Regions from separate parts of the Mus musculus genome. Here regions 1, 2, 4, 5 and 6 are each linked to region 3. The links are chromatin contacts, called in public Hi-C, HiChIP or PLAC-seq, capture Hi-C and promoter capture Hi-C maps. All regions are on one chromosome and are shown on one strand. Each heading gives the region's core, a stretch centred on a gene start, on an enhancer-like site or on the middle of the called end of the contact. The rest is flanking DNA. Distances are from core to core; before and after follow the strand shown. Region 1 has its middle 22 kb from the start of 5430435K18Rik. Region 2 holds the start of 5430435K18Rik (a long non-coding RNA gene). Region 3 holds the start of Rfc3 (replication factor C (activator 1) 3). Region 4 has its middle 22 kb from the start of 1700028E10Rik. Region 5 holds the start of Stard13 (StAR-related lipid transfer (START) domain containing 13). Region 6 overlaps 1700028E10Rik (RIKEN cDNA 1700028E10 gene).

Region 1 (4,260 bases), core at 904-3,403, 380 kb after region 3:
CCAGGTCACAGTCCATCACTGGGCAGTCAGGGCAGGAACTCACAGTCAGAACAGTAGAAGGATGCTGCTTCCTGTCTTGCTCCCTCTGGCCTGCTCAGCTACCTTTCTTAATGCAGTTCAGGCCTACTTGCCTAAAGATGGTACCCATGGTAGACTGTGTCCTCCTATAGCAACAAGCAAGTAAGAAAATGCTCCACAAAGCTTGCCCTGGTGGTTTGGATGAGAGAGAGTTGGCTGGCTGACCAGCTCACCCAGGCCCAGACCCAGGCCATTGAGTTGGCTCATCCCAACATTTATATCATCTGTGAACTGCTGGAACACACTAAATGACCGACTCTGCTGCAGGATCTCCATGGCACAGGGCAACAGCAGGGTAATCTTGAGGAATCCTGGTGAGGATCCAATATTGATGGTGTCACAGAAGCTAGACCTTGAACCAGACCAATGACTCATTGGAATGAATATTCACAAGTAAAGATATATGGACAGAAGGGACTGTGGGACACACTGACACACTCCAGCACCTACGGTGAGATGTTTTCTGTGCTGTGTTTTAGTCTGTTTCTTTGTGTGTATGTTTTTTAATTGGGTGGGGAGTGGAGGTTGCCAGGGTGAAGGACAGATGGGGGGGGGGCAAAGAGTGCATGATGTGAAACTCACAACTAATCAATAAAAAGTTAAGAAGAATAGGAGATGCTCCACAGACATGCTCACAGGACACACTGATGGAGACAGTTCTTCAGCTAAGGTTCCCTCTTCCTGGGAGTGTCACATAGACAATCAGGATTAGCCATGGAATAGCTGTAATTAAGATACTAAGAATAAAGGGAGAAAGAGACTGTGGCTGAGGGTCTGGAGGTAGCCAGAAAAGGCCTCCTGACTAAGAAAACATTTGAGCAGAGCTCTAAAGAAAGTACTGCCCTATGTTTTGAAAACACTCTCTCTCTAAAATAAATAAATAAATAAATAAATAAATAAATAAATAAATAAATAAAAAGATTTGTGCCTCTTAACTAGGAAAATAACTTTTGGATCTAGAACATTTTTTTTTCAGTAGAACATTGTTCTAGGTTGGGCTGGAGAGAGAGATTAACAATGCAGTGTACTGTGTCTACTACTCTTACAGAGGACCCATGTTCAATTCCCAGCACCTACATCAGGTGGCTCACAGCTGCTTGTAACTCCATCTCCAGGGGAATCTTGTAGAGACTTCTGCCCTCTGAAGCCACTTGCACTTGTAATATTTGCATACACACACACACACACACACACACACACACACACACCACAGAATTGAAGACTGTGGGCCTACTCAGACTTTCTCATGTGTGCAGGTAGCATGCATGCAGCCCCCCATACACCCCGTGAGTCTGACATGAGGAAGCATAATTCCTTGTATGGCAGTGCCCAGCATCTGATATCGATATTAATGTTTTCTGAGTCACAGACAATGCAAGATTTGAAGAGAAAAACAAGCTTGTTTCTGATCTGTTCCGTATCATGTTTGTGATTGGAATATTTGAGTAATGGAGAAGCCACACTTGTGTTGACATAGGAATCAGAAGTATCTACTAGTTTTCAAGAGAGACAGTACAGACCCTTTGATTTTTAGAGCAGAGATCTTGGCATCCTGTCCTTTGGCCTTAGACTTCTCCAGTATTCTGTGCAGTATTCATACGATGAAAGTTCCTTGGCTCATCCAGAAAGGTGTGTGTGTGTGTGTGTGTGTGTGTGTGTGTACATCTCTCTCTCTCTCTCTCTCTCTCTGTGTGTGTGTGTGTGTGTGTGTGTGTGTGTATGTATACACATTGGAGTCAGGCAGAGGAGAGGGGAGTGGGAAGCAAGCTGAACTTGCTCCAGCAAGCTCTCGCAGCCCCATCTTCCTCATGGCAGGCCACATGCCTCCCTGTACAGATGAGTGGTCACCATAAGAATCACAGAAGGAAATAAACACCATAACTCACCCAAAGCAGCACCTCTCCTACATGCCCATAGGGATACTCATTCTTAAAGATTGTGTACAGGGGTCTGCTTGGTTGTTGTTGTCTGTTGTCAGCACTTCCTGGAGGACGTTTGCAAACTCAGCTTGAAAATGGCCCGGTGACAGCCCCTTGTCACAGCCCTCAGCTACTGTGACTCATTCTTAGTCATGCCTGCAGGTTAAGGGGCATATCTGAGATTCTCTCTTCGGAACACTGCTGATTCCAAGTTACCACCCATGCATTCTAAACACACTCCCGTCCCAAAACATTGCTCCGTCCCTCACTCTGCCCCATACGTAGCAAAGGAGACCTTTACTTTGATCCATTCTGTTTGTTGGAGAGCACCTTTTTTGGTCTCTTGTTTTCAGAGAAAAAGACTTTAAAGGACACTGAGCCTGGAGAAAGAGTCACACCACTAAACAAACATCCCGCAACCTTCCTTTCTTTTCCTGATGCCTCGTTGACTTGTTTGTCCTGTTTTTCGCCCTCTTTGAGTTTGCTACTTACAACAGCATGCTCTGTGGTTCCTCACTTTCTTCATCTGTCTTCTGGGAAGTGCAGCAATGAGATGCCTTCCCCAGTACCTGTGATGCGCTGTATCCTTACCTCTATTTCAGCCTCTTCTGAGAGCTGCTGAGCATTGTTTGCACCAGTTATTTCACTCTTAAAGATGGAGGTTTGGGCATGCCTTGAGAGGACTCGAGGGGAACTTGCACTGGTCAGTCCTACTAATAGCACTTACAGAAAGACACTACATTAAACAAACAAACAAAAAGAACTTTGAGTGAGTCCAACATTGATTCTTTTATCCATACAGCAAGTAGAAGCTTGGTGCGTCTTAGCTTTATAAAGATGTAAAATGAATAATAATAGGTGTGGCTTTTACGGCTTGGTATCCAATGAACTGTATATTACTGAGGAAGTGTAACCTTAGGCTCCTCACACAGCAGTGGCGCTGTGAGACGAAGCCACATTGGGACACATTCTAGAATTCATGTCTGTGTTCTATCTCATTAGTGGCACGATGAAGCATAAAATATTTATTTCTAGCTTATTACCTTTCTTTTCAGAAAAAGTGCCATGGCATCTACAAGTTAATCAAAGATAAAGTATATTGTGTTGAAGTATTTTTAATATTAGCATGCACATCCATGATCTGAAAGTTTTCAGCACCACATACACAATTATTTGCCAAGCATTCCCTAAGCCCCTGGTTTCTGCCAGAATTATCCTAAAAATTATTCATTTGAAATATCATAATTTCCAAACAATCATTCTGAAGTCTACACATGCATACACAGACACAGACATACACATGTATACACACATACAAACTACATATCCTTATTTAGAAAAATCTGCCTACATTTTTATTTTTAAACTCCTTAGGATTTATTTTAACTATATGTATATGTCTAAGGGGATGTGGATGTATATACATATATGTGCAAGTATCCATAGGGTCCAGGTATGTAGCATCCGGATCTGGAGTTACAGGCAGTTGTGAGCATTCCTTCATGGCTCCTGGGGACCAAGGTCCTCTGCTAGAGCAGTTTGTGCTCTTAGCTGCTGTGCCATCTCTCCAGCCCATCCGTGCCTACATTTCCTTTTTAACTTACTATATGCACTAGGTAGTTCTTGCAGCTCCAAAGGCAGAGCTCTTACACTCTGATGGCCAGCCTAACTTCTTCCAGAAGGAAACGGATACACAGCTGGTTTGCAAAACCAGCATTAAAAGGTCATTCCTCTCAAATCTTCTTTTCTTCCTCTTCCTGGTATCATAGCCGTCGTGGTGATTGTGATCGCAGGCACATTGTGTCTCCAGATGTGGGAGCTGTACAGCTGGAGTATAAGAATGCTATCCATCGTTGCTCACATGCAAATTCTATCCTATTTTCACATGTATTCAAAGTATGAAAACATATTTCTGTACCCTCTGGCTTTTGTACTGGCCTATCATAAGTCCTGATTGCATCCCCTGCTGTTTTGTGCCTACAGTTTAATAATTTGTTTATTTTTAATTTTTGTACATTTGTGGAATATTTGTATGACATTTTTATTGGTGACACAGGTAACATTTTGGAATGTTCAGGTCGGGGTAAACACAGCTGTCTGACACTTTAAGTGGTGATCATCTCTTTGTGATGAAATCACACCTGAGTTCTTTCTTACATTGTCCTCATCTGAGGAACACCAGAACCTCTATTGCTTGTCTACCAGCCGTCAGCCATGCTTCCTTCCATTCTTTTGCGTGGGTAATAGTATACACCATTCTTTT
Region 2 (4,169 bases), core at 255-2,754, 400 kb after region 3:
AAGTGGAACCAAACCTTCCCCCAGCTCATTGTGACATCCTCTGATTACATAAACGCTGCCATAGCAGAGTTAGTTAATGTACATGCCCAGGACTAGAGTTGCTACATCATATGTGTTGTGAATCTACTTTTGGGGAGGAGGTCTTTACTGCCTTTCATAGTGACTAAACCATTTTATACTCTCACTATGCATGCATAGAATTCCAGCTTTATCACACCCTCACCAACACTTACCATCTTCTGATTTTAATAATAGTAGTTGAGTGCATGAGGCCATTATGGGTTTTACCTGAATTTTTGTAGCGATAATAATCTTAATCTTAGCAATAAGCATCTTTTTGTGTACTTGTTGGCCATTTACATCTCTCTAGATCTGTATCTCTCGACCTTCTGGCTGAGACCCTTGGGGGTAAAGCAGCTCTTTCACAGCGGTCACATATCAAATATTTATATTATGATTTATGACAGTAGCAAAATTACAGTTATAAAGCAGCAATAAAAATAATTTTGTGGTTAGAGGTCACTACAACATGAGGAACTGTATTAAAGGGGTGCAGATTTAGAAAGGTTCAGAACCACTGTTCTACATGAATGTTTATTAAATCTTTTGTTTAGGGGGATGATTTTGTTGTTGAATTGAAGGGGTTCTTCATGTGTCAGACATACTTTACAGACATTTCCTGGCACTGTGTAGGGTTCTGCATAGTTCTAATGGTAACCTTTGATAGAATAAGCAGTTTATTTTATAACTGCTAACACAGGAATTTTCTAACATAGAAATTTGCAATGCTCTTTGGACTCTCTCCACCTTTATATGATTTTATTTTAATTATGTATATGTGGATATGAGAGATGTGTGAGTGTATGCAACAGTGCCCACCAAGACCAGAAGAGGGCATAGATCTACCTGGAGCTGGAGTTGCAGGTGGTTTTGAACCACCCAATGTGGCATCTGGGAACTGAACTTGGATTCTCTGAAAGAACAGTACACAGCCCTAATTACTGAGCCAACTCTCCAGCCCAATATTTATATTTTTAATCTAATTCAAAAATAATGATGCATCGCTGTGCTTAAGCTGATGACAAAGTCTGACAAAATATAAAATAAGTTCGCTTTGAAGTTGTCAGCTATCAAGTCCAGAACTGAAGAAGTCCAAATATAACGGATCACACCCCCCGCCCCCCCCCCTCCCGCTCAAGTTTTGTCAGGGGAGACAAAGGAAACTGCAAACATGTGTACTGACAACCGCTTGCCATTGTCCTTGGGTTTTGAATCACGACTCTTCTACAAAGAGCCTTTGGATATTCCTGTTTTCCAGCAAGAAAGAGATGAAAAAAATTACTTATGGGGCAAGCATACGAACATTTCCATTGCTGAATTTAGCTAGGAGCTGTTCCATGGTCAAAAGATGAAAGAAAGCGAGTCTGAAGGAAGACTCGGGAAGGGTGTTTATAAGGATGCATGATGTACCCTGAGCGCTGGGTCCTGCTGGGTCCTGCTGGGTCCTGCTGGGTCCTGCTGGGTCCTGCTGGGTCCTGCTGGGTCCTGCTGGGTCCTGCTGGGTCCTGCTGGGACCTGCTGGTCTCTGCCGCTAGAGACATCAGTGAGCCCATAGCTGTGAGGCTTTAACAAGGAAGAGCTTGTGGGTTTTCGCAGTTTCTGAATCGTGTCGTCTGGCTATTGGATGGTCCAGGAAAGCACCAGAAGCTTGCCTTTGCAGTCTTTTTGTTTCTACCCCCTTCAGCGCTCTGACTTATTTTTAGTTCTATGGTTTTCTCCCACAAGTTACCATCAGGTCACGGAGTCATATGGGTTGTACTCTGCTGTCACGGTGTCCTCTGTACACAGAGCGTAATGGAAACTCTGATCACCCTAGATGGTGCCATTTGAAAGGATTACATTAAAACTCTGTTGAGCCATTGCCGCAGTGTCCTAACAAAGGGTCTGTTTATGCTATATATATATATATATTTTTTAACAATAGACATTCAGACAAGAGAAAGTCATTTGGAAGGCGCTTGAAATTGCCTTCCTGATGTCAATTTTATTCTGAATTGTAAAACAGTTCAAAAGAATGAGTCAAATAGAAATTTTAGTGCAAAACATTACTACTTCATGACTGTAGTTCACCAACAGAATTTCCATCGGGTTAATACAGACGGGAATTAATAATGGTTCATTCATGCACATACGTAGGCGTACTTGAAGGGTGTATGTGGGAACATTAACCACAGTCATATCTAGCTTTTTTGCCATGAGTCCCTCTTGACTCAGACTCTGACTTCTGATGAGTGATCCACTTGGAATGAACTCTTTGTGGCCTTTCAGACACACTAAACTGTCAAGTGTTCCTTCTTGTTCTTATCTAATGCTTCACGCTGCCTCACCCGACTCACCTCCAACTAAGCTGCTGCAGAATCGCTAACCTTTGTATCGCAAACTAACCTTTGTTTTGGGTCACTTATCTGATGAGTTTATAGTAAAATTAAAAAGGCACTTGGAAGAAGACAGCTTTCAATGGCACAACAGATGCTGCAGTAGAGCGGTCCCTGATCCCTGAGTTCTTACCCTTGGCTACCCCTGGAAAGCTACATAATGTCAGGTCAGCCCATCAAACTCACTATCACTCAGTGTTTTCTTCCTTTGCAATGAGAAACATGACAGAACTTGTATGGTTTCAAATATATTTTCACGGTGGAGGTCCCAATTTCAATTTAAATTTGTACATACTGATATTTTCTATTTCCAAGCTAAAAATTGAGATGTTGTAGTCGTAAAGACTTTATCTCCATTCAAATTCCAGTTAAAGCTCAAAGAAACGTAAAACAAAAGGCCCAGTCTCAGAAACAACTGCCACCTTTTATATTCAATATACAACCAATCAAAAGCTCAAGACCAACAGATGCACGCACCTTACCTTCTTTTTGAAACTTCAAATGCTCTTTTACTATTAGTGTTTAGTTTCTTTTCACATCAATAGTTCCATAAATCAAGTATGATGATGGAAGTGACATTTTGTTTCTCTTCCAAATGTTGGCATTCTCTTCACTTCAAATTTTGCAGTGAAAAAGAGCATTTGAAGTTTCAAAAAGATAAAGGATTTGCATGAAATCCTTAACAAGAGCAATCTAAAGTTAACACTTAGAACGTTGGAAATGCAGATACAAGGAGAACACTTGTTAGTTTTCCAGGAAGGGTGGAAGCATTAACAGAAGAGGAATCCAAGCAGATATGGGAAGGGAGGAGGCTTGCTTTTTCCGTAGTGCACACTCAGATATACCAGAGTTACCAGACAAGCTTTGATAGCACTGAAAAATGTCCATGATCAGGGCACTGCTGTTGCAGAAGGGAGATGGCCTGTTGGGAAGCCATCTGATAGTGGTTATCATATTTCATGACCAGTTTATCTAAACGTGGAGTGAAACTTTTGGACAGATATTTATATGAAACCATTTCTTTGGGATTATTCTCATAATGGTTTAAGATATCACATATGAAGAGATACCATGACCACAGCATCTCTTATAAAGAAAAGCATTTAATTGGGGCTGGCTTACAGTTCAGAGGTTTAGTCTATTATCATCATGGTGAGAAGCACAGTAGTATGCAAGTAGACATAGTGCTAGATAGGGGCTGAGTTCTACATCTGTTTCCTCAGACAGCAGAAGAGTGAGCTACTGGGCCTAGGTTGAGATCCTGAAACCTCAAAGCCCAACCCAGTGATAGATACATTTAACAGGACCATACCTATTCCAACAAGGTCATATCTCCTAATAGGGTCACTCCCTATGAGCCTATGGGGTCCATTTTCATTCAAACCACCACAAGGATGACACAGCAGCTGAAATTCAAATTAGGTAAAATGATGTAAGCAATTTTTCATGCTGTTTTAATTCTTGCGCTTCTCTGAAACTAAGCAAACCAACAGACATTATTTCCAGCTATTCAAACCAGAGGCATGACATTGTCATTTGAAATTCAATGGAAGAAAAAGCTTCCTACAATACTCAAATTCATTCCTACTTCCAGGAGAGTCCAAAGTGGTAAGCATAATTACTAGTACTAGATTAATTCAAAAGAGATGACTTGGTTGACAGTTAGCCGTGCCAGGTCCTGTTCCAGCCACTTTGTGACTATGAGCTTGTTTGGTCTCATAATCCTGAGAGGTG
Region 3 (4,067 bases), core at 316-2,815:
ATCTTGTTCTGAAGACAAGCAGAAGACTGGCTTCCTGGTAGGTAGGAGGAGAGTCTCAAAGCCCACCCCCACAGTGATACACATCTTCCAACAAGGCCACACCCCCTAATAGTGCTACTCCTTCCCTGGGCCAAGCATATTAAAACTGCGTGGTGCTCCTCAGAGGAGGGCCTCAGTCTTGTAATGGAGTGCTGTTAGTACAAGATTTAGACCCAGATTTAGCTTGTGAGCTAGCTTACATAATCTAGCAGTAGCTATCACAGCTTAGACAGATGGACCATTTTGTGGCTACAGGGTCCAATCCTTTGGACAGGTACATCACAGGGTGTTTCCATGGTCCCAAAATTTGGATTAAAAGCCCTTCTGTCTTGTTTTATGGACAAACAGATGAAAAAGTTTTGAGACATCTGGAAGTTTTAGGGCTGGAGTCAATGCTAGAGCTGTTTCTAAAGCTTCAAATACCTTTTGTTCAACCTCAGTCCAGATTAAGGGCTCAGTGCCCTGCTTCGTGCTGGTGTGTAGTGAGAGGCCTTGCTCTGCTTACAAACTCTGGAATCCAGAGGCAGCACTACTCCATTGCCCCTAGGAACATACCTATATAGTAGTTTCTATAGTGATTCCAAATCTCATCAAGCTGATGACCAAGATTAACCATAGCAACAAGCTTTCAGGTGTCTGAAAGAAACTTCTGAAGCTACTGCAGGGAGCAGATCAGAGCTGTGTCTCTGGCCTTGGCCCTCTGGCTATGATTTGAGGACTCTATCCTTCCTTCCCAGCCACTTCCTCAGGTCTCACAAGTTGAAGAATTCCAAGTATGGTTATAAGTTAAAAAATACAGGGCAACCAATTAAAATCTAATTTCAGATAAAAATTAATTTCATTGCAAATATTGCCTGGGACACACACCGAAATGTTATTGGGGATCTAAATGTTATTGGGGGCATCTGTGTGTTGTATTTGTGAAAACAAGTAAACCTAGGTTTTTTTTTTTTCTATGTTCTCTTCACATTCTTTCAATCTTTTAGATTAAAAGAATATACCCTAGGATCCACCATGAACTACCTGTCTTTGGACGTTGTCTGTCATGCTTCTGGGTACTTTCGCTTCTGATTTCCTTTACTTTCTATTTCCTTTACTTTCCTAGTTCAGAACATATAGTTCACAGAGGCATGTAGGCAAATGCTCATTGAATATTGGAGTTTGTTTATTATTTTAAAGAAAAGCAGTTCTACTAATAAAGATAACAGATTATGTAGCACTAATTAGAATGAAGTTGTGAATCAGTGAATAAATGAAAGAATGAAATGGAGGGAATTTCCTTCCCTAAGAACTCAGATTGGACGAACCTGAATGTCAGAGATACATCTTTAATTCCTTCGAATGTTTTCTAAAATGTTACAGGGTGAGAACAAAGAGGCAGCCACTGCCCGGTAAATCCAGCGACTGTTGGTGCAGTGGTGGAAGTGGGAACTGCAGCGACTGCTCCACTCCCGGTTGAGATTGCCCAGTCTCCCTATCCGGAAGTCGCCGGGTGCCGGAAGTGACGTCGCACGCTTTCGCGCTCGCGGGAAAACTCTACTGTCTAAGCGGCGGGTCCGCTGGTGCGACTGTGGAGCGGTCATGAGCCTCTGGGTGGACAAGTACCGGCCGAGCTCCCTTGCCCGGCTGGACTATCATAAGGAACAGGCAGCACAGCTGCGCAACCTGGTGAGCCGCCCTGCTCAGCAGCTTCCTGCACAGCCCGGGGAAGGGAAGGGAAGGGAAGGGAAGGGAAGGGAAGGGAAGGGAAGGGAGGGAGGGAGGGAGGAGGCGGGCGCCCCGGTGCTAGCGAGGGGGTCAGAGTGACGCGTTCCTCAAAGTGCGGTGTGTTTGCTGCCGGGAACCTCAATGGCTTGGTGTGGGGACCAGAAGAAGGCCAGTGTAGTGGAGAATCAGGAGCAAGCAGCGGCGGTAGGGGGCGGGGATGGGGGTGTGCCCGGGCCTCGGTGTTACTGCAAATGCCTGATGGGCTCTCCCGCTACAGAGAGCTTAGGTGGGAAGCTGATAGAGGTGACTGTGCCCCGGACCCTGTTCTTAGTTACTGCGGAATCACAGCTAAGGCTTTTCTGAAAAGGAGAGATTATTTTAACGAGTGCCGCGATCGTTCATATGAGAGCTTTTGGAAGACTCGAGGGTGAAGTGGAAGATATGTTTTAGGTTTGGTTTTGGTTTTGGTTCGTGATGCATGCACTAATTTGAAATAGAATATTATGCTTCGTTAATACACGTGCCGGTTTTCCTTGCAAAAGCTTTAATGTTCAGTTTCCCGGTGGCAAGATCAAGACCCCATGTTAATAGTACTCTTTCGTTTGATGGCACTCTGTTACTGCTGTCTTTTCCATAGCATTGATCAACCTTGATCTAGTGTGAAGTTCTTCTGTCTCTTCCAAGTGAACTTACAAGGAAATCAGCGCACCTGCTTCTGAGCAAGAGGACCATTATGGGGAGCCCGGGCCAGACAAGCATCTGTCTTAGTTACAGAGATTGGGTTCGCCTTCTGTCATCCCTTAGTTTCAAACGGGCCCTTCAGATAGCTTACTTAGGGAGTGCCTACTTTTAAGCATTTAGTGCATGTAAATTAGATTAAATTAGTGTCCAGAGTTTGGTACATTTTCTGTTGGAGCTGGATGGTAAACAGAATATCTTGGAACTTTAAAAGTGGTTTGTTTAACTTAGTTCACCCAGTTTAACTAAGATATAATGTCTTGTTCTTTTTTTCCTTAGGTGCAGTGTGGAGACTTTCCTCACCTCTTAGTATATGGACCATCAGGTGCTGGAAAAAAGACAAGAATTATGTGTATTCTACGTGAACTTTATGGTATCGGGGTGGAAAAACTGAGAATTGAGCATCAGACTATCACAGTAAGCATCTTGGGTTGAAGCTTAGCAGATGTTTCTGGAGGGGACTTTTAATCCTGGTCATGTGTATATCTCTCCCCACCACTAGCCAGTGACTAGTGTGTGACTTAGGAAGTTGTGTGTCTGTGTGCTTGTGTGGGTGAAGGTGGCATGAGTAGAGTTACTGTTAGCTGCCAGTCCTCTTTCCCATTGTATTTAAGACAGAGATTTCCTTCCACTCTGCCAAGCCCAGCTGGCAGGCGGACCTGGGAGCTTCTGGGGATTCTCCTGTCTCTGCCGCCCACCTCTCTGAGGTCCCTGGTATTACAGACAGTTGCAATTGGACCAGCGCTACAGCTTTTATACGGAGTCATCAAACTTGCATGTGTCCACACCACAAGTGTATTTCACTCAGCCATTTCCCCAGTCCCTGAAATGCCCTTCTCTCAAGTGTCCTCAGCCCAGCAGAACTGGCAGTTCCTTACACATGATAGTGTGTAGCTTGCCTTGGTTATGGTTTTTTACCTTTTACCTCAGTGGGATGAGAGAATATGCCATGTCAATTTCAAGGCCTTCATGGCATCTAATAACAGTGTCGTAATGATATTTTGTGTTCAGAGGGAAAAAATGCTTAGTGGGGATGGTCATGCTGTTAATAAAATCTTCAGGAGGGTGATGTTGAATTAACTCAGAAGAAACAATATTCTACAAGACAAAAGAACTGAATAAATAGAAATATAAAGTATGTTCTCACACGGGAGGCTTAATATTTAGAAGTCTCTGTCCCAAGTTACGGTATAAATTTCAGTCAGAATACTAATGTTGAAAAAGTGTATGATGCCACCCTAAATCCCATATGGAGGACACATTTCTGAAATGAGATAAGGTTATGAAGAAGAGAAGTGAAACGGGTGTATTAGTTCATCCCTAAATTGTTTAATATAAACTAGATTAAGGCAAGGTAGGTTTATTTGAAGGGACGACGGGAGAGAGAGACTATTGGGATGAATTAATTTTAAGAAATAGAAATAGCAAGTTTTATGGCAAATCACCAACATGAGTCTTAGCTTTGTACTACTTTCAGAGGATTTAGCGAGTCGAGTCTGTGGACGGTTGATTTGTGTTTGAGGCCCATGGTGAGGCAGAACAGTTCATACACAGGTGCAAGTGTATGAAGGAAGAGTTTCCTT
Region 4 (4,399 bases), core at 724-3,223, 300 kb after region 3:
GATTACAAGCCTTATGTGAGCTCACTTGTGTGTATAACTGCCATTTTCTTAATTTCTCAGCTAGCCTGCAATATTTCACCTGCAGTGTATCTGGTGTGTAGAATCCACTGCCCTATAGGGCATGTCTGATGATCACGTACTTGTTTCTGAATGTAGCCTTGGCTGCCAAACAAAGGGCTCCTTGTTCCATCCAAATACCTCTGACAGGCCAAGGCAGTGCTGCCACGAAGCTATCACTGGGGAGGATGGAGATTATAGGTGTTCGGTCTTTATTACTTGTATTAGTCAGAGTTCTGTTACCATTACAAAATCATCAACTTAAAAAAGAAGGAAGGTTTACTTTACATGTGTTAGTCCCCTGGAGTACATGAATCTTTGCCTTATAGACAGAAGAGAGGTGAAAAGGAAGAGCCAGGGGTCCTAACATTCCCTTCCCGGGCATGCCCTTCAAATGACTCTAAGTTCCCCCAATGAAGCCCTACATTTCAAAGTGTCCAGCAACTTCCAGGGCACCACATCCTGGAGGCCAAGACTTAATTACACAGATCACTGGGGAGCACTCTTCCCAGGTCTATTGATATTCAGAGTTTGATATACTTTCAGTAGATCATGTCTAGAGTGAAGAATATCTACTTCTAGTTTTCAACACTCTTTGTGTCATTGAAGGGTGGTAGCTGATGAATAGCTAGAAGGATAAATGAGATACAGAGTAGATCAGGACTAAAACTGAGCTTAAACACTTCTGCCAAACAACAGATGACAGCTTAGAGATATCCTGCACCGTGTGTGCCTGGCACAGGGCCCACTTTTCTAGAAGGGACAAAGACATCTTCTGCTCACCAATGGGTGAGTCCTGAAGGTAGGACATCAGACAAGTCATGTTCAAGTCTCTATGAAGTGCATTACATGGGCTGTTATAGGCTGTAAAATGGCTAACAGACAGTCCAGACCATGTTGACAGAAACAAAAGAGAGTCCAAGGTTTGTGCTTTGTGTGTGTGTGTGTGTGTGTGTGTGTGTGTGTGTGTATAGGTGTTTGTGTACATAGAGGCTACAGATCGATATAGGGTATCTTTCTGAGTTGATCTCTGTTGAAATAATTTTAATAAATATTTTAATAAATAAATCCTGGCATGGGGTTGCTTCCTATCTCAATGGTTTATGTTTCCAAATCTCTCTCTCTCTCTCTCTCTCTCTCACACACACACACACACACACACACACACACAGCCTTTACATGTAATATGCCTTAAGCAGCACAATAGCTTGGCAATTACCTAACCTCCCTGTTATTAGAATCTACCTCCCATTGATAATTCTGAGTTACTACTTATAAATTTCTATGTTCTATCTTGGCTGATCTTGACCCAGTTGAGCAGCCCTTTGGACTGGTCCTCTGGCCCCCTTACATGGCAGCTCTGCTCCTCTCTCTTGTCCACATCCTAGGCTTGGCATCTCTCCCTTCCTTCTCCTCATTGTGGTCCCAAGCTGGGGAAACCTAAAACCTAGCTTTCTCTTCTCCCTAGCTATTGGCTGTCATCTTTATTTACTAATCAGAATTAATTGGGGGCAGGTTCCCACAGCTACATGCAGACCTTCTCATGCAAACTTATTTTGGGGACCCCATTAGCATTAGAATACAAGCACTTAGTTACAGATCTTCTCTATACTTCTTGAGGCAGTCTCTCTGTGAGCCTGGAGCTAGGCTGGTAGTTGCAACCCCGAGAGATCTTTCCATTTCTGCCTCCCAGCAGTGAGACTACAGATACCTGTTGCCACGCCTAGGGACCTAAACTCAGGTGCTTACAATCAACCAGGAAGCACTTTATCTACTGAGCCATCTCCCTAGCCTTCTTGGCCTGTGAACTTTTTGAGTCACAGAAGCCAAAGCCAAGAGGTTTCTGGCTGAGCGTGTGACAATGCCACTTTGGCCTGGCCCCGTGTCCTTGACTTGGAAGAGCGGCCCTGGCACAGAGTCAGGACCGTGACTCATGAGTAGCTTTGGACTAATGTTCTGTTCACTTACTCATGAGGATAGAGTGGGTAGGACCAGGTGAAATGGGGAGCCGTGTTCTGGGCATCGAAGACAGGGAGAGTGCCGACTGCCATCAAGAACCTGCATCTGCATGCATGCACCTGAGTCCTGAGCTTCCATCTGGCTATGCTCAAATCTCTAAGAACACCGTGTGATGACCTCAGCTCATCCAGTCTTCTCCTGGTTCAGCCTTTGGTCAACTCATCGTTCAGCCTCCAAACTGGGGGGGGGGGGGCGGGGGGACAGGGGTGCCCTAACCCTTAAATGTGCGTTTTCTGTCACCAAATCCATCTCATGCTCATTTTTAAAACCTTATCTCCTGTTAATTCCATCCTTTGGTATCCTGCCTGACACCACCTTGGCCTGAGCCCCCAACCCCACCCCACCCCCAAACCCCCACCCCCGCCACCTTGAAATTGCAGCTCCTTAAAGTAGTTTTCCACCACATGGCCTGCACATGTCACCCTAATGCCTGGAAAAAGGAGAAAGAACGCTTAGTAGTCCACAGTAATTTTGAAGTCAGTCTGGTTATAAGGAGACTAAATCTGATCCCAGGTCTGTTCTATGGAAAAGTCCCTCCATGTCATTGTGTTGCCTTTGGTGGAAAATCAAATTGACTCTGACTTGACTTAGTGGTTCAGCCACACCACACTGTGTTTGGATCCTTAGGTATTTTTGAGGCCTGCCCCTTCGCCCCCACCTCTGATAGCTGTAGTCATTTTGTTCCATGCCTGCCAGCTATTTCATACTGTTGTTGTAATATGTGGACCAGTTATTGACACAGAAAAATAACTTGATTCAGTGCAAGGTCATGCTGATTACATATCCTGTTATGAGGTTTGTTAATCGTAAGAAATGCCACAAAGCTTTACATAGGACAATATGAACTGTTATGCCTAAAATGGCTTGAGTCAGTGCTAACCACCAGGCAGCACTTCCTGCACCTGCATATGGGCTCACCATGGGTTTTGCTGTTTTAGCCTTTATAAGCCGGCCCTGAGAAATGTTCAGGGTCCTAGCTGAGCCCCCAAATTCTGATCTGTGGCCCTGATCAGTCAGACTTAGGGTGTGCATTCAATAAACAATCCCTGTGTGACTGAGGTCAGTGTTTGTGCACTTTGTGGGACATTGTTGGACCACAACACTATTTACTAAACCTCTTCCTATTTGCATCAGTTTTGCACCTCTGACCTGGCATTTCCCATCTTCTCTCTGGCTCACTGATCCTCGCTGGCAAGGTTCAGCTTAAATGTCTACAAGAATGTATACCTTGCTCAGACTTCTGGCTGCTCTTCTTATTCTCCTGCCTCTCCTGACAGGTTTGCATTCTTTGGCTTCTCTGAAGTAAGAAAAAATTCCCCCCTCCACAGAATGTCTAAGGTGATTTTAAGAAGCAGAAGGTGGAGTTGAAAGACCTCACAAACTGCTTTTCCATTAGGACTTCTTATTTTCTCCTCCAGTACTGTTGGAGGAAGCTTGGACAGAGAGGCCCAGGTCTTGAGCGATGATTTTTCTGTACACTGGAGGCCTCCTCTGTTTAGGGAATTTCCTGGGATCTGATCAGAGATGGTAAGGAAGCATTCAGGCTTACCGTCTTGTTTGGCATTGTGATGAAATGGGAGTTAGAGACTGGGCAAAAGACCCTGTGTCTTATCTACAAGAGAGGCTGATCCAGAAATGAGCAGGGAGAAGCAGGGGGAAGCCTTAGGTTTTACCCTGTGAGAATCTCCTGCCTCTTGTTACTTCTTTCTTTTCACTTCCTGTGGTTTAAGCACATTAGTCCCTGCCTGGACTCTGTAGTCATGGAGTTCAGATGGTTTGTGTGTGGTCAAATGGTCGCATAATTGAGGAAGAGTGAAACATATCTCCTCGGCAGAGGAAGCAGGGTTGCTTTGGCTGCCAGGTAAGGCAGAGGTTCTGAAGAAATGTTTCTGTGCCTACAGAATGGCCCAGGAGTCTGAGACAAGGGCAAACTCCGTTTCTCTAAAAGGTAACCATCTTCAAGGACAGAACGTCATACTTGATACTGTGCTCTATGATCAAATCATGACCAGCTGCTCTAGAACAAATTCTTCTGCTTGTTGCCTGCAGATTTTGAGACTGTTGCCATAGCTAAGATGCACTGAGCCACAGCTGTGTGAAACAATTTAACATCTGTTTCAGGAGCACAGCTCACTTGTACAGTGTGATCAAAGATATGCAGTCACAAGCCTCATAGAGCCTCTGTACTAGGTACATTTTCCCTTGAAATCAGCCCAGCTGCCAAACATACTTTGCCTCTGAATTATTAAAAAGAATTCCAAACATAATATTTCAGAAAATCCAAATCCCCCCTTTTCTCTCTTTCTCTCTCTCATGCATGCAT
Region 5 (4,175 bases), core at 93-2,592, 460 kb after region 3:
ACCAACCTCTGTGTGTGTGTGTGTGTGTGTGTGTGTGTGTGTGTGTGTGTGAACTCTATTCATTCAGCTCCAGGCTTAGAATTCAGTAAAGTTTCTTCTACCTTTTGTGGTGGTTGTTGTTGTTGTTGTTTGCATCAAACACTTCTAAAGAGGAAAAAACTGGAGAGGAGAAATTCTGACTGCTCTCATATGGTTCCTCAGCTATGGTTAAACTGACTAGCAGTTTCTTTCCCGGCACACTCTGGCTCTCCCCTGTATGCATGTGGACACAGAACTCTCCTGCAGAAAGAGCTCTCCCCAGCTTCTCCTGTCAGGACTCCCAGACTCTTGTTTCTGTTGTTGTTTGGTTTGGGTATTTTGGTTCTGTTTTTTAAAACCAGTCTCTCTGGTTATTTCTCTCAGAAATAATGTTCCGCTAGCCCTGTGGTAGACTTCTCTCTTGTTTTCTTCTTAAATTGAGACCGTTTCACATCTGACTACTTACTATAAGCCTTTATAAGCACTTACTAGAAGTTTCCACTATATTCCCATGGATCAGCAGCTTATACTGGGTCTTTGCAAGGCCACCTGCATCCTGTGTAGTGATTCCTGGCAGCGGCTTCAATATGACTAGCGCTTTGCAGTTGTTTAGTGGTGTTTAAAAACTGGGGGAAGTAGACAAATTAAAGGAGCGTGGCAGGGAGTTCAGGTTGTCTCTTTGGGTCTTTTCTGTAAAAGCCTTTGATGTCCCCATCCCATGTTGGTCCACAGGGTCTTTATTGACCTTTAGTGTCAAAATATGATCCAAAAGTTTGTTTTTCTTTGGAAACGTTTTATCTAATTAATTCCGTTGTAATGAGGCTAGTATTTTATACCCAGCGGCCCATACTTAACTTGAAATGGTGTGTTTCAAATACACAGCTGCAGGTAGCACAGCTATCTTTTTCTTTCTTTTCTTTTCTTTTTTCTTTTTTTCTTTCTTTTTTTTTTTTTTTTTTCAAATTAAACCTAGTTGCTGCTGGCTTTAGGAAAGCCAAAAACTCTTTCTCTAACTTTCATGACCTCAAAAGGTTCCTATGCCAGGGCTTGTTCGACCTCTCCTGTCTTCTGTGTCCCTCTCCTCTTTCAGCTCTGGGGTTGGGGGGCTTAGTCAGCCCCAGGCGCTTCCAATTCTCTATCAGCTTTAAGCGCAGCTTGAAGGAACTCCTCAGCTGCTGGTACAGCCTCGCGGTCGCGTTCGGCCGGGACACGCCCAATACTTTCTCCTTGTCCTATGATTGGCTCACGAGGTCACATGAGAGCCCCGAAGGGTTGGAATTCTGACTTGTGGCTTTTGGCACTCCTTTTTCTTTTTTAAAAATCGCTGGGTCTGTGGCTCTCTCCTGGGGCTCCATTGACTGAGGCTGGAGACAGCTGCGAAGAGCCACCGGCAGCTGAGGTGGCAGTGGAAACTCTCCCGAGATGTTCAGCCAGGTGCCCAGGACGCCGGCTGCAGGCTGCTACTATCTAAACCCCTTGACACCTGAGAGCCAGGAGATGTACTTGCGATTTGATCAGACTGCCAGACGCTCTCCCTACAGGATGAGCCGGATCCTAGCACGCCATCACCTAGTGACTAAAATCCAGCAAGGTGAGTTGCGGGCACTGCCAAGGTGCCGCTTATTTCTGTTGGCTCTGTCTTGTGCTGCTTACAAAGTTATTGTTTGCGCTGTACACCGCACGGATTCTTATGCCACGCTGCGTGGAACTCTTTCAGATAACTTTAGACTTCGGTTCTAAGCAGTCTGTCACAGCACCGAGCGCCTCATAACTAACGAAAATATCCCCAGTAGAACGTGAATCATGAATTCCTAATCCTCTGTGTGTCAACAGAGCAAATGAGAAAGGTTTACTCAGTGTGTGTCTTGGGGAGCTTTTCTGCAGGTAAACTCATACTGTGGTCATATTTAAAAGTGGACACTTGTTTGTTTAATTAGTGAGAGAGCTGGCGACTAATGGCCCAGCGTTTATAGTACATCTTCATTGAAGGAAAACAGTAAGAATCTAAGCTTAAGGCCATTGGACTGACAACTTGAATTACAGTCTCTTCCTGTCAGTGTGCTTGTGTGCATAGTCACCACTGATTTGTTGACACCGTTTTCTTGCTAAAGGATAAATGTGACTCTTCACCTCAAAACAGAGCCTATGACTACACACACTTAGGAGCACTGGTTTCCTAAGGCAGGTTGACAGTACTGATTACAGGCTGCTAAGTGATCCTTTTCTATTCTCAAGGGAAAACATTAAAAACTCTTGTACCTCAAACATTAATAAAACTCATGGATTTTTTTTTTAAGGCTTAAAGCTTATGACATGCCCTGTGTGGTACAAATTTGAAGATACCCATTTAAGAGACAGACACATCCATCCACAGTCAGTAAATAGTCACCTAGCTCTTAACTACAAACCTAACTAAACTATTACATTGGCCCTACCAGGAATTTTCAAGAGCTATTATGAAAATACCGTTCCCAGTTAGATAAATGAATTTGAGATTATATTGAATTTTAGAGGGGAAGTTAAAGTCTGTAATCTTAAAAGATCTCACTGTAATGTCTCCAAAAGGAACAATACACATTCTAGCAGCGACATTTAATGAGATTGTTTCCTTGGAAATGGGCATTTGTTTGCGAAGGTTCAGGAACTGGCTATGTGTGAAGGATACTGGCGCGGCATACCAGTATGATTGCAGGAAGGATATTAAGTCACTCCATGAACTCTGTGTGCAAGTCTCACTTGAATGGAAACAAAAGTATTCCCTGTGGCTCGATTTAAAAATACATTCAGTTGAGAATAAGAACCAGCTCCATCTTCTATTGAGAAACTACTTACAATGGGAGTGTATTGGGCATTAGGTATATAATCCTATGGACACTGGAAGTTTCCAATCTTCTTTATATGTATTGTTAGTCATTGACATGTTCCTTTGGGATAATGGTTGTTTTGGGTGAATTACCATTCTTGGTGAAAGTGGGTCATTCTTATATATGGACACCGTATTTCTGTGTTTTATTTTTTTCATACTTAGAAAATGTGAGGAGGTTCCTTGGTTTTTTTTTTTGTTTGTTTGTTTGTTTTTGTTTTTGTTTTTTTTGGTTGTTTGTTTTGTTTTTAATGGGGTAATGGAATGATTGGAGCCAATGAATTCCTAAACATTAAAAGCTACAGGTAGGAAACAGGAAAGAATCCTACCTCTAGTGATCCAGAACTCATGATGGGTGAATATCGCACAATGTTTAGTGAGCAGGTACAAAGTGATTTTATTGGATATACTATATTGATAGGTTGGTGTGGTCTCACAGCCCAGGATGCTAAAATTTGCAACATATCAGGCTGTGAGAATTATGAATGCTAATTTATTTTTCTCTCAGAAAAAGTGCTTATAGTTAGGTGCCGCTTTAGATCCATTGTAAAGATGAGAAAACAGAGGCAGATCCCTATAGGAGGACTGGCATTTGAACACAAATCCTGAAACTTGTGCTCTTCACCGAACTGTACTGTGTTTGGGCTTTTATAATGAATGCTAGATAAAACGCTGGCCCTCTAGTAGGCTTGGGGTTCTATAATATACCAAAGACATGTAAGTACGGAGAGCAAGCACCCCATTAGAGTCCCAGTTGGCTCCTCCTCCTCTGATTTCCAGTCAGGTTTTATTTCTATAGTGGGAGCAGTGTACTGTGAGCTTTGGTATGTTTGGATGGTTAGTACCCAGTCGTACAGAACACCTAGTTAAGTTACTAATAATCTTTCATTATCCAACTAAAGAAAAGTGCATATAAAGTTAATGTAAGCTCGATATTTGTAAATCAGTGTCTTAAAATGCAGCCCCAGCAGTAAACTTCCAGCACTCTCCTTTAGATCTCTCAGAGAAACGTTTGCACATTGTATAAAGATAATTTGCAACACCGTGGCTGTGGCTTCTCCTGGCTGGTAGGAAGATTACAGATGAAAGTCAGTTGCTCTCTGATGACCTCATTCCAGTGAGCTAATCATTGAATGGCATGGCCATGATTCAAAGGCAGATACACTCATGAGGAGGGAAAACAAGGAAGGGAATAATGGAACCTTTGATGATGCTTCAGATCCGAACTGGTACCCAAACCAGAGACGAATCTGAGCTTGCTCGTCTCGTCGCATAACCCAAAACTTGCGCACAC
Region 6 (3,934 bases), core at 1,078-3,577, 260 kb after region 3:
TTCCAGTCCTGACTCCCTTGATGATGAACAGCAATGTGGAAAGTGTAAGCTGAATAAACCCTTTCCTCCCCAACTGCTTCTTTGTCATGATGCTTGTGCAGGAATAGAAACCCTGACTAAGGCAACTATCAATGATGGCACTGTGTTACTAACATTAAGCTCATTCACTTAACATTTGGGAGCATCAAGAATCACCTGAGTGAAATCAAAGGCTTGAGGAAGACATAGATTTACATAAAGTATTAGTCGGTCTGAATAGAACTTAACAACTCATAAGTAATTCATTTCCCAGCAGAGCTATTTGCAGCCGGGGTTAAATACAGACCATACGAAAGTCCTTTCTCTGTGAGTGCAGGGTGACACATAGGTGTCAGGATGACATCTCTGATACTGTGAATTTACAGTGCCCTGCCTCACCAAGGCTCACGACATATTTATGTAAAAGGTTTCTCTTCCTCAGAGGATGCACAGTAAGGCTCTTCTGGGAAATAGGTAGGTGTTCCTCTCACTATCCAGCCTGGAGGCACAGCCTGGCTTCAACCTTGTTCTGTACTATTCTGGGAATCTGTATTCAGTACAAAGACATTTTTTTCTGATAACAAAATCTGTTTATACCTTTAGTGCCGAGCAATAGAACACACTCAAAGGGATCACTGTTGAATTTTTAAAAATTACTTTTTATTCTTTGGCATTCATATACATATATAACCAATTTTAATCATTTCACTCCCTGCTATCCTCACACCCCCTTTCTTCTTCCTGCTTAAACTCCTCAGCAAGTACCCTCCAATTTGAAGTCTTCTTTTTGTGTGTGAGCCATTGAATTTACATAAGTATAGCTGGCAGGATAGTTACTGGAACAAGGGCAATGCATTGGTGGCTACATCACCCGGAAGCACAATGCATTACCCACAGCAACTATTAACTTTTGGTAGCCCCTCGGGGAGGGATTTACTGTCAGTAGTGTCTCAGGAACACTCCTCCACCTTCCATAACGAGTTTATGACTATAACAGCCAGGTCTTGTCCAGAAGTCATCTTTTCAAACGCAGGCATCTCTAGCCTCTGGCTCTTAGGTTCTTATTGACCTGTTCTTCTGTAACACTTCTGGACACTTTGACCAGGTGTGAGCCTCTGCATTAACTACCTCCTATTTGCCATAAGCCACCCTGATTCAGGGTGAGAGTATCACTAATCAATGCATATGAACATGAGTGTTTAGGAGGCAATGGGACCGTCTACTTAGCAAAACAGTAATAATGAATGGCTTCTAAGGTCTGTGATCTCTCCAGCCTCCAGCTTTTGACTAGGCTTATAATATATAGCATGCACTTTTAACAGTTTGCTGTCCGTTCCTGTGATAAACACCATGACCAAACAGTGACTTGGGAAGACAGGTTTTACTTCAACTTACAGGTTATGTCTATCATTGAGGGAAGCAGGGACATGGAGGGGGTCCTTGGTGGCCACAAAACTCTCTTGTTAGCTCATTTACTGATTCAGTGATGCACAGGGGTTTTTAAAGTCCTATTCCACAGGCTTCCTATATCCCATTTTATTTTTTCATTCTATATTTTCTTCCCAGGATTGGGGATTTTCATAAAGAGATGATATTTTCAACCTTCAACAAGCAATATAGACTTTCACACAAGACAAGCTAGGAAATACCATGGCTGAACCCCATAAAGAAGCCATCGGACAGGTTCAAACACTTTAGCCCTCTCTCCATTCTGAAGCCTTCCTACTCCCTAACAAGAAGGGCACTGTGAGTCAGTTAACTTTCTTATTTCAAGCCTCCTGAGTTTTAAAAAAAGAGTCTACATTTGACTCTGGGCATGGATTCAAAGTCTTTTGGAATAAATGAGCTGCTTGTCTGGCTGTCAAACGTGGCCACCACCAGCACACTCATCATAACCTTCATTGGAGTTTATGTGCCGGACAAGGAAGTGCTGCCTTTCAAATTCAACAATATCTCAAACCGTGGTTGCCTTGCAAATATGGGCCCGCCCTCAGAGTAGCTAAGGGTATTTATAGTGTGTTTAAATTATGTAGGACAGAGAAAAGGAGGTTTGAAAGTCCAGCAGAGAGTTGGATAATCGACTTCCATAAAACTTAGATGAACAAAAACAACAAAAACAATTACCCTTTTTGTTCAAATGCTGGAAAGAATTTTGTCTACCTTCTTGCTTCACTGGGATTTCTTTATGTTTTCCTGGCTAGCAGAAATGTCACTGTTCATGATGCATTTGGCTTCTTTGAGGGGAGGCAAGGATTTCAGCTGAGTCTAGCACAGCGGAATGAGGAGCATTGGAGTGCACAGCCAGCAGTCAGTCCTGCCAAATCAAACAGGAACCAGGGAGAACAATGGAAGATTATGTGAGGGAAAGTGGATACCCTGAACCAACGAATGCTGCAGGAAACCCACATCAATTATACTGGGAACCAGCCACTCTCCCCCTTCACAACGCCATCCCTCCTGCTAGAGCTCTGGGGACATTGTGGATTCACCCAAAGCTCACCCACAAAAGGGCAGTGGGTGGAGGGGAAGCAAGCATGCCTTTTCTTAGTTTCCTGCTTGTCTCCAGAACTCTACAAGTCTTAGAGACCACGCTGTCCTTTCAATGACATTAGCCTAAATGACTCCCCTCTGTGGTTGGTGAGCCAGCAAAGAGTCCTTCCGGCTACAGCTCTTATGTAACAGCCTAGGATAGACAAACTGACTGCCTTTGACCTTGCTTGTGTCTTGATTCACAGGGGAGAAAAAGCAAAATGCAGAACAAAAAGTAAATAGACAAAAAACAAAAACAAACAACAGCTGGATTTTACTAGCAGTCACCAAAATGATCATGTAACTACCCCACAGGGTAAGCTCTTGGTAGCTCTGCCCGAGGCCACAGGTCTTAGGTCTTAGCGATATTCACTTTTAAACATGGCCAAGGACCCTGGCAGCACACAGTCAGCACAGGCTCAGCATGGACAAACAGGTCAGAGAAATCAGAGGGCAGTGCAGAACAATCCAGTGTGACTGGATCACTTATCCTTGCAGTTTTGAGATTTACTTTTATTTTATGTGCATGGGTGTTTTGCCTAAATGTGTGTATGTGCACTATGTGTGCACAGTGCTCAAGGAGGCCTTTAGAGGGTGTTGGATCCCTGGAACTGGAGTTAGACACGGTTGTGAGCCGTGGTATGGGTGCTAGGAATTGAACACAGGTCCTCTGAAAGAGCAGTCCCATGAACTTTTTAAATTTCCAGTCTTTGTGAAATTTGGGATAAATTTTGGTTTCAATTTTATAACACAGGTCAAAATATATTGTCATTTTTTCATATGTACTGAATTTTTTATGGCTCAGTGTGTGGACTATTTTTAGCAGTGAACTATTTGTACTTGAATATAATATATTCCTTCTAAGTTCAACATACTACTTAATTGACCCACTTTGTCATCACCTGAATGCACATTTATGAATCTTTTCATGTTCTTGATCTGTATGAGTTATGCACATTTCATTATGATTGTGTGCCTTCAATTGCTCTGTCAATTTCTGTTTTCTATATTAAGAGGATTTATATAGGAACTTAGAATTTTAAATTTTTTTTCTTCTACTGAATTATCTCGTTAACTCTAATAGCATCCTTTTCACTAAAAATAACTTATGGCTGACAGAATTTTCATGTCACTTGATTTTGTTTTGTCTTGAGAGCTGACCCTCAACTTTCAATCATCCTGTTTATGCCTTCCTAGAACTGGGCTTCTTACATGCATCTACCAGCACCCTGGATGTTTTATTGTCAGCTTTGCTGTGTTACTTCAGTAAGATCTTTCACATGCATCTCTTTAGTTCTATAGCACCCAGGAGACTGTCATTATTAACAGCACCATCTGCTTATGCTGGTCTTCAAATCAATTCACCTAAGGCTTCCCCCAACATTTT

The links. Promoter capture Hi-C pulls out the DNA fragments that hold promoters and counts their contacts. A called contact is a pair of places that touch in the nucleus more often than the background predicts. HiChIP or PLAC-seq counts read pairs in DNA pulled down with a chosen protein or histone mark. Capture Hi-C pulls out chosen DNA fragments and counts their contacts.
Region 1: a contact with region 3 is called in a promoter capture Hi-C map of trophoblast stem cells, with 2.4 times the contacts expected there. The contact joins the enhancer-like site here to the promoter of Rfc3 in region 3. A contact is called at or near these places in 8 of 39 promoter capture datasets (the C10 cell line, HPC-7-derived erythroid cells, embryonic stem cells and 4 more), 1 of 115 datasets of contacts at active chromatin or transcription factors (embryonic stem cells) and 1 of 9 other capture datasets (liver).
Region 2: a Hi-C map of Th1 cells shows a contact between it and region 3, with 2.6 times the contacts expected there. The contact joins the promoter of 5430435K18Rik here to the promoter of Rfc3 in region 3. A contact is called at or near these places in 12 of 39 promoter capture datasets (cranial neural crest, embryonic stem cells, erythroid cells and 6 more), 1 of 484 Hi-C or Micro-C datasets (Th1 cells) and 1 of 115 datasets of contacts at active chromatin or transcription factors (memory CD8 T cells).
Region 4: a contact with region 3 is called in a Hi-C map of liver, with 5 times the contacts expected there. The contact joins the enhancer-like site here to the promoter of Rfc3 in region 3. A contact is called at or near these places in 1 of 39 promoter capture datasets (macrophages), 1 of 15 datasets of contacts at CTCF or cohesin (the NIH/3T3 cell line), 1 of 484 Hi-C or Micro-C datasets (liver), 6 of 115 datasets of contacts at active chromatin or transcription factors (CD8 T cells, bone marrow-derived macrophages, effector CD8 T cells and 3 more) and 2 of 9 other capture datasets (adipose tissue and embryonic stem cells).
Region 5: a capture Hi-C map of macrophages shows a contact between it and region 3, with 6 times the contacts expected there. The contact joins the promoter of Stard13 here to the promoter of Rfc3 in region 3. A contact is called at or near these places in 1 of 39 promoter capture datasets (liver), 3 of 115 datasets of contacts at active chromatin or transcription factors (differentiating embryonic stem cells, embryonic stem cells and stem cell-derived neural progenitor cells) and 1 of 9 other capture datasets (macrophages).
Region 6: a contact with region 3 is called in an H3K27ac HiChIP or PLAC-seq map of stem cell-derived neural progenitor cells, with 3 times the contacts expected there. The contact joins the enhancer-like site here to the promoter of Rfc3 in region 3. A contact is called at or near these places in 1 of 39 promoter capture datasets (hippocampal neurons), 1 of 15 datasets of contacts at CTCF or cohesin (the NIH/3T3 cell line), 6 of 115 datasets of contacts at active chromatin or transcription factors (bone marrow-derived macrophages, extraembryonic endoderm stem cells, large pre-B cells and 2 more) and 3 of 9 other capture datasets (adipose tissue, liver and pancreatic islet).

Annotation. Positions count from the first base shown.
Region 1 is chr5:151,272,349-151,276,608 of GRCm38.p6, reverse strand. It overlaps a transcript of Stard13 not described here. Among named protein-coding and RNA genes, the nearest start is that of 5430435K18Rik, 22 kb to the right of the region's middle. Within about 2 kb of position 2,153, at least 17 of the 459 cell types and tissues checked have an H3K27ac peak or open chromatin away from gene starts, as enhancers often do. A contact at or near this core is called in trophoblast stem cells, where this site is marked.
Region 2 is chr5:151,249,958-151,254,126 of GRCm38.p6, reverse strand. 5430435K18Rik (a long non-coding RNA gene) reads right to left here and starts at 1,504. Exons shown (of 2, transcript XR_868755.2): 1 at 1,471-1,504. It also overlaps a transcript of Stard13 not described here.
Region 3 is chr5:151,648,706-151,652,772 of GRCm38.p6, reverse strand. Rfc3 (replication factor C (activator 1) 3) reads left to right here and starts at 1,565. Exons shown (of 9, transcript NM_027009.2): 1 at 1,565-1,707; 2 at 2,764-2,901. The coding sequence starts at 1,621.
Region 4 is chr5:151,344,390-151,348,788 of GRCm38.p6, reverse strand. It overlaps a transcript of Stard13 not described here. Among named protein-coding and RNA genes, the nearest start is that of 1700028E10Rik, 22 kb to the left of the region's middle. Within about 2 kb of position 1,973, at least 40 of the 459 cell types and tissues checked have an H3K27ac peak or open chromatin away from gene starts, as enhancers often do. A contact at or near this core is called in hepatocytes and liver, where this site is marked.
Region 5 is chr5:151,187,360-151,191,534 of GRCm38.p6, reverse strand. It overlaps Stard13 (StAR-related lipid transfer (START) domain containing 13), which reads left to right and starts at 1,342. Exons shown (of 14, transcript NM_146258.2): 1 at 1,342-1,609. The coding sequence starts at 1,441.
Region 6 is chr5:151,392,889-151,396,822 of GRCm38.p6, reverse strand. All of the region lies in intron 2 of 1700028E10Rik (RIKEN cDNA 1700028E10 gene), which reads right to left. It also overlaps a transcript of Stard13 not described here. Among named protein-coding and RNA genes, the nearest start is that of Gm3704, 12 kb to the left of the region's middle. Within about 2 kb of position 2,327, at least 74 of the 459 cell types and tissues checked have an H3K27ac peak or open chromatin away from gene starts, as enhancers often do. A contact at or near this core is called in liver, neural progenitor cells and stem cell-derived neural progenitor cells, where this site is marked.